Regions from separate parts of the Sus scrofa genome. Here region 2 is linked to region 1. The links are chromatin contacts, called in public Hi-C maps. All regions are on one chromosome and are shown on one strand. The core of a region is the stretch at or near the end of the contact, and the rest is flanking DNA. Distances in the headings are between cores, read along the strand shown.

Evidence for each region. A called contact is a pair of places that touch in the nucleus more often than the background predicts.
Region 2: a contact with region 1 is called in a Hi-C map of retroperitoneal adipose tissue, with 1.5 times the contacts expected there. The contact joins two enhancer-like sites. A contact is called at or near these places in 2 of 47 Hi-C or Micro-C datasets (embryonic fibroblasts and retroperitoneal adipose tissue) and 2 of 2 datasets of contacts at active chromatin or transcription factors (alveolar macrophages and skeletal muscle).

What each region holds. Positions count from the first base shown.
Region 1 is chr7:7,878,805-7,882,156 of Sscrofa11.1, forward strand. All of the region lies in intron 3 of NEDD9 (enhancer of filamentation 1), which reads right to left. All of the region lies in intron 1 of LOC110261775 (a long non-coding RNA gene), which reads left to right. Among named protein-coding and RNA genes, the nearest start is that of SMIM13, 110 kb to the left of the region's middle. Within about 2 kb of position 1,332, at least 17 of the 83 cell types and tissues checked have an H3K27ac peak or open chromatin away from gene starts, as enhancers often do. A contact at or near this core is called in retroperitoneal adipose tissue, where this site is marked.
Region 2 is chr7:8,049,545-8,053,315 of Sscrofa11.1, forward strand. All of the region lies in intron 1 of NEDD9 (enhancer of filamentation 1), which reads right to left. Among named protein-coding and RNA genes, the nearest start is that of NEDD9, 42 kb to the right of the region's middle. Within about 2 kb of position 1,982, at least 3 of the 83 cell types and tissues checked have an H3K27ac peak or open chromatin away from gene starts, as enhancers often do. A contact at or near this core is called in retroperitoneal adipose tissue, where this site is marked.

The DNA.
Region 1 (3,352 bases), core at 82-2,581:
CTTTGCTCACAGACAAGTGCCTTATAACCATCTGTTGCCTTAAAAACTGGCTCTCACATCTTCATTCCCACCAAGATATGAGCAGCTGATAACAGCCGCAAATGAGAGCTTTCTGCAGGGTTGGCAGATTCTGAGAGGCAAAGGCCAGGGGGAAGGGGCTCTCTTACAACAATGTAACAGGTGGCCCTTCTGTAGCACTTTTCCTCACAGCATCTTGTACACAATTCCCTAACAGAGCTACATTTTACAAGACTCTGAGCATTCAGCTATGAAGTGCTCTGAGGCTGGTATGTGCCCGCCAGGGCGGCTCGGGGGGTTGGTCTGGCCCCTGCTGCTTGCACATCAGCGTTTTCCTCGCAGGAGGACAATGTGAGAGCTGGGGCCCAGCGCCCAGAGGGGTTCTGTTCTAAAAGGTGTGAATGCTCTTCTCTGAACTTTGCTTACTTAATGATCTAACATGTTTGCTATTAAGAATTTGAAGGGAAGTGGTTTTGTGGGTTTCGGTGCGTTTTTTACATTTAAGTTTGGGGTCACTCGCGTATGGGTCTGAAGCAGCATTTCTGCTCTTTGACCTGCTTTGAAAGCCGGTTTGCCATCTGTGCTCTTCCCCTGGAATGTGGACGGAAGGTCACAGGTTCTGAAGCAGCTGAAGCCATGCAAGGCGTGAAAGCCCATGGGTGGCTGTGTTCACACTTGCCTCCCAGAGCGAGCGTGAGGCCCAGCGAGGTTATTACACCCTCCGGAGGAGTGATGTCTACCCAGGAGCGGCGGTGGGGCAGGGGCGGGGAGGGCACAACGTCATAAACTTTTCAGGGCTGAAAAGCGAGGTCTCAAAGCGAGAAAAGCTGGCGCACGTCTGGGGGAAAGGTTATTTATCACTCCATAGGCTTCTGGCATTGCAGATGTTATTTCTGTCGTAAGAGGAGCTGGAAGAGCTACAATGTGAAACCAGAAAAGGCACACATCATCTCTCTCTGTGGGCACTTGGGGCTCCTGCTCTTTTTCTTGGGGGTCCAGGGGAGTCTCTTTGTGCAGGAAACACGGATGGTTCTCTGTCTCTCTATCCTGGATGTAAAAGGAGAAACACGACCCAGCTCTGGGCATGTCACCTGCGGGACCCGGACACGGCCTCGGGGTCAGAAGGGAAACTTGCTTGGCCTTTGTGCTATACCAGGTGGATGTCCCCTCCTCTCCTCACCTGGCGACCCCCAGGGCAGGCTGAGAGGGCTTACAAAATAAGACCCTCTGGGGGGATGCAGCCCCTCCCACTGCCTCGGCTCTCACAGCCTCGCAGGGAGGGCTGTTTCTGCCAGCAAAGGTGCTCCCGGAAGGCCTTCTCCGCCTGGAACCTGATGACTCAGAAACACTGTCCAGTTAACCATTGCTTAGAGACCTGTCCCTCCCAAAGGCCAACTTGAAAGGGCCAGAAATGGCGGATCCTCAGTTTTGTCAAAGGCAAAATCACTGTTTAGGTTTCTATAAATTAAGCCTGTGGTCCTATCCTTGAAAAGAGCAGGACCCTAAGAAAGGTGGGTTTTACTTCTTTTTTTTTTTTTTTTTTTTTTTTTTTTTTGTCTTTTTGCTATTTCTTTGGGCCGCTCCCGCGGCATATGGAGGTTCCCAGGCTAGGGGTCGAATCGGAGCTGTAGCCACTGGCCCACGCCAGAGCCACAGCAACGCAGGATCCGAGCCGCGTCTGCAACCTACACCACAGCTCACGGCAACGCCGGATCGTTAACCCACTGAGCAAGGGCAGGGACCGAACCCGAAACCTCATGGTTCCTAGTCGGATTCGTTAACCACTGCGCCACGATGGGAACTCCGAAAGGTGGGTTTTAAAGATGAGAATTAGTCTTCCCCCGCCAGCAGCATTACAAAGGAGTGCTCCCATGAACAATTTTATGCATATGTATAATTATTTAACCTTGAAGTTCTAGTCATGCGTTATTATTGGTAAAACTGTTTATACAATGGAGTTTTGTTTGGATGCTCTTATTCAAAGCAAAAAAAAAAAAAATTGACACCCCACAAAAACGATACACAGACCTGAGTCATCTGAAACATTCCCTTCCCGCCCTGGAGTTAGATCTTTAGGAATAATCAGCACAGTTGCTGATTCTCCAAATAATAGAGGTAGATATTGTTTTAAGATAGATTGACCAGACAGTAATATCATTAAACAGCCTTTTTTACATCTAGAATAAAGATATTGAGAACCACACTGGTAAGATCAAAACTATGAGATCGGGTCAGATGGCTGACTGAATGGTGTGATGTTAGGAGTTCAGCCATTGCCCCTTTAAAGCAAACACACACACACACACACACACACACACACACACACACACACGTATTTTGATTTTTGTCAGCTTATTCATTTTTCTTTTCTCTCTCTCTCTCTTTTTTTTTTTTTTTTTGTGTGTGTGTGTGTGTGTGTGTGTGTGTGTCTTTTTTAGGGCCTCCATAGGAGGTTCCCAGGCCAGGGGTTGAATCGGAGCTGTTGCTGCTGGCCTACGCCAGAGCCACAGCAACACAGGATCTGAGCCATGTCTGCGATCTACACCACAGCTCACAGCAACGCTGGATCCTCGACCCACTGAGAGAGGCCAGGGATCGAACCCAAAACCTCATGGTTCCTAGTTGGATTCGTTTCCGCTGCGCCACGATGGGAACTCCAGCTTATTCATTTTCCAGTTTATTCATTCATACAGAGTCCTCTTTGTTGTGTGTTACATAAGGCCTTAGAAATCTGAAGATAACTATATCACAATCATTGCCCTCAAGGAGCAGTTAAACTGTATCCTATTTTTTATAAACTGTGCCTCATCTACAATTTTAATTTTCCTAATTAAAAACTGAGACTCACTACCTGGCAAGCATGACCACCCTTACGTGAACAATCAGAGAAATTACAGGAACACAGGTGATGGAAAGTTCAGGATATATGGTGGCTGGGGATAATTTACACCTTGTTTTGACCTCATTTTCTCTTTTCCCCTTATTTTTGCTCCATTAAAACCCCCAATGGATGAAGTCTGGGTGGTGAAAAGTCACACTGGCCCGGGTGCAGTTTGCAGGCGACAGTACGGTCATTGCTGGGACAGGTTAGAGACCTGCCCTACTCTGAGGATGTCAAATTTGGATCTGAGTCCTTGGAAGAGACCTCCATCCTAACCACCTCCCACCTTCCTCAACTTCCTCTGACTTTGAAGCCTTATCTTCTAAAGAAACAGACAAACCAAAAGCCCTAAGTATGCTGGCGTAGTCCCCAGTGTGGAAGTTTGGTATTGCACGTGTGCTCAGATTTGCAGAGAGCTGGCGTGTGATGAGGCCTTTTGTCTTGCACCCCACC
Region 2 (3,771 bases), core at 732-3,231, 170 kb after region 1:
AGTCAAAGGGTTGCAATCCGTTTTCTGTAATTCCTGAAATCACAGAGCAGGGATATAAAGACGAATCTTTAATGTTCCTGTTCATAAATGTCTAGCTGCTGTTTTTGTTTCCTCCACTTATTTTCTGTAGCAGCTTTTAATCAGACAAGAATCTAAAATTTGCTAAAGCATTTTCAAGGCTTAATCCAGCTTAAAGGTGGAAGAACATCCCCAGACCAAAAAGACCTTCATTTTCTCAAATGGAATGGCTCTAAGTTTAGAGAATACTTGAATATGAACTTACTTAGCTGAGGAAACAGAAAAACAAAAAAGAAAAAGTGAATAAAATGCAACGTAAAAAGACTACACTTTTAGAACAATTACTGAAAAACTTCAGACAAATTACAGTGTACTTTTTAAAATTTTTTTGTCTTTTTGTCCTTTTTAGGGCTGCACCTGTGGCATATGGAGGTTCCCAGGCTAGGGGTCAAATCAGAGCTGCAGCTGCTGGTCTAACCATAGTCACAGCAATGCCAGATCTGAGCTGTGTCTGTGACCTACATCACAGCACATGGCGAGGCCACATCCTTAACCCACTGAGTGAGGCCAGGGATTGAACTCATGTCCTCATGAATACTAGTTGGGTTCCTTAACCTCTGAGTCCTGACAGGAACTCCCTATAGTGTACTTTTAAATCATGATTCCACCATATACATAAGAGGGAGATGTGAATCTGGAAAAAAAATCCCATTGAGCTCTCAGGACAATATGTAAAAGGAAGTGCCTTGTGGGGGGATGAAAGGGTTTAGAGAAAATTGTACATTTATGCTGCAGCTTGGATACAGCAGATATAAAACTTGGCACCTTCTTTAAGTGTAATTAGGAGACTGAAATGCATTCAAAGATTAGACACGGCTACAAAAAATACATGGATAAATAGTCACACTGTTAGGTTTCCGTTTCCCTTTCTGATCTCTCTCCAACCTTCCACCACCACCAGAAGACCCCTGTTCTCCATCTTAGGATCTGAGCCCCATTTCCTACCGTAAGGATTATGTTCCCACCAGCCCCCAAAGACCAGGGCTTGGGGTGAGGGTGGGGGGAGCAAATTGATAGATATTTTAAAGAGCTTCAAATTTCTAATTTCATATTTTCATTTGAGAAAGCAACACCATTGCTTTTTCCTTCATCAAACCTTTCCCAATCTTTCTAGCGGGAAGTAATTTCTCTCTTCCCTAAACTTCCGTAGCACCAGATCCGCGTCCCATGTGGCACTTTTCACTCGTCCTCATGTATATATGGTTGTTTTTATTAACGACATCTTCCTTGTTGGGGAAACCCTGGATGGGCATGCTTAGGCTTTTAGATCTGAGTATTCCTACTGCACTTAATACAATGCCTCGTACTTAGTACGTGTTGAATAAATATTTAAATATTAGCTGTGGATTCCGACTGAGGGGAGACGGTTCTTTGATACACTAGTCTGCCATCTTCTCTATCTGCCAGCTTTCATTATTCCTTGCCCCCAACAACCAGTTTCCGGATTTACTGGCCTGTTCTGCTGAGAGCAGAACAAGTCTGGACTCGGTAGCAACTTTCAGTAAGTCAGCCAGGAACCTTGCTGCTTGTGGCCATCCTTCCTGGCTGAGGAACTGTCAGGTAAGGCCCCAGCAGCTTCTGGGACCACGTGTCCTAAGGATCTTCCCTTCAAAGTTCCCTGAAGTGGCACAGCTGCCCCAGTGCTTGGCAGCTGGAACAAGGGACCAACATTTGCGAGCCGATGGGCTCCACAGGTAGGGGGGTAGATCCCACAAGATATTGCTGTGATTTATGTTGATAAATAAATGAATACATAAATCGATCGACTGATCAATTAATCAATATTGGCTGAAAATTTTCATGAGATTTTATGAGATGAAGGTGACTGCTCCAGAGCAAACTTAGAGTGTGTTTGGACTGGAAGGTTGCTGTTCAGCTCTTCACCACCAGAGGCAGCACTCTGCACAGCCACTCTGTGACTGGAGGGCCCGCGACCTGTGTAACCAAGTGTCCCTTTTCCTCCAGAAGCCTTTCACCGTGACAGCGTTACCTCCTTCACTGCACACCCTCAAAGTACGAGGAGGTAGCGTAACAAGATGAGTAAGAGCATGGGCTCTGGAGCCAGGCGGCTTGGGTTCTGTGGGCTCTCACTCAGATCTCCCTTTGAGAGGGGGCAGACCCCGCCACAGCTGCTTTGGGTCCCCCACAGCATTGGTGGCGACCCCCACCTCCTTAGACTCCTCCCAGCCCTGACTGAGCAACATGGGGCTGTTCAACTGGGCCATTCACCGGGATGAGGGATTCTCCCGCTTTGACCCAGGGACCCCCCTCCCATCGGTCTGTCTGAGCCTCTCCTGATGGGCACAGTGGTCAGAGGCTCGTCCTACCCAGTCCCTCCTTCCTTTCTGCCTTTCACAGACGTCACACCTGCATCTCGGTCTGGAGCCTGTCCCTGCCGGCTCCTCCGGCCTCGTCCTTCTTCATCCTTCACTGGTGTTTGTCCCAATAAGCCCCATCCATGTCTCATCTCACCTTGGTATTTGTTCTCAGAGACCCCACATGGATATAGGCTCAAATCCTGGCTTTTTATTTGATAACCTCAAGACGGGCAAATAATTAATTTTTTGCCCACCAAAAGAGAAGAAGGACAGCACTAACTTCACATGGCTGTTGGGACAATTAAGTCCCATGTGCAGAGCCCTCTGCACACTACCTACAGACTAAGGCTTCTCCAAGAGTGAGCTGGGAGGAATTCTTTGGGGCCCCAGGCCGAGGAGGCCTTTGATCAATGTGTGGAGAATGTTAACTCCCTGTTGGAAGTAAACACCCCTATTATTTCAATTAGCAATGGAAAGTATTTCTGACTCTGTTCCGTGAATAACATTAATGCCTCATTCCCCTCGGTGGACGTGGCTACCGTCTTAATCCCCAGACTGACCTGTAGAATAGCATTCCGAAGCCTTTCGAAGGTAATTTCCTGAGTTCCCAGGAATTCCATTATTATAAAAATAAAGTAAAATTAAAAAAAAAAACCCTAAAAGAAATGACATTCGTTACATCCTTTGCTTCTGTCTATATTCGCGTGTTCTTCCCAACTCTTTGGTGAGAAAGAGCGGCCCTCGTCCCGCCTATGACAGTTGGGAAAAGCACCGCTGCTCCTCCTCTTCTCTAGACTAAACATTCCCAGTTCCCCCAGTGCTTTCTTTTTGATCTTCATTCCCAAACTATTTATCACTTGAGCTCTCTTTCCCTGAAAGGTCTCCAGAGTTCTAAATAGCTGAGCCGCACATCGAAGAAACTTCTCCAAAGAGGTTTAAGTGATCACAAATGGAAGCAACAAGAATTCTGTCCGTCTTCCCCTGAAAGGCCTGTAATTAATAAAACTCAAGGCAGACAGTTTCTTCCTTTAATTTATAACTTCACTTTCCTCGGGGGAGAGTAGTAGGTTCATAAGGAACTAAGTGAGAGAGATTGGTTTTGCAACGGGATCTAGTTACTATTAAAGAAATTCAGAATGAAGAGTTTCTATTTTTAATTGGAACAAAATGCAGTTTTAAATCATTATTAAAAAGCTAATTTGAAGGGGTGAGTATTAACTAACTAATGCACATATTGTTTGCCGGTAACCACGCGTAACTAAGAAACATTTTCAGGAACAAGACCTCAAAGTGTGCTCTAAAGGTTAAAAGCAAACAAACAAACAAAATTTAAAAAACAAACAAACAAAAAAACAACCACCAATTAAAACTAGAA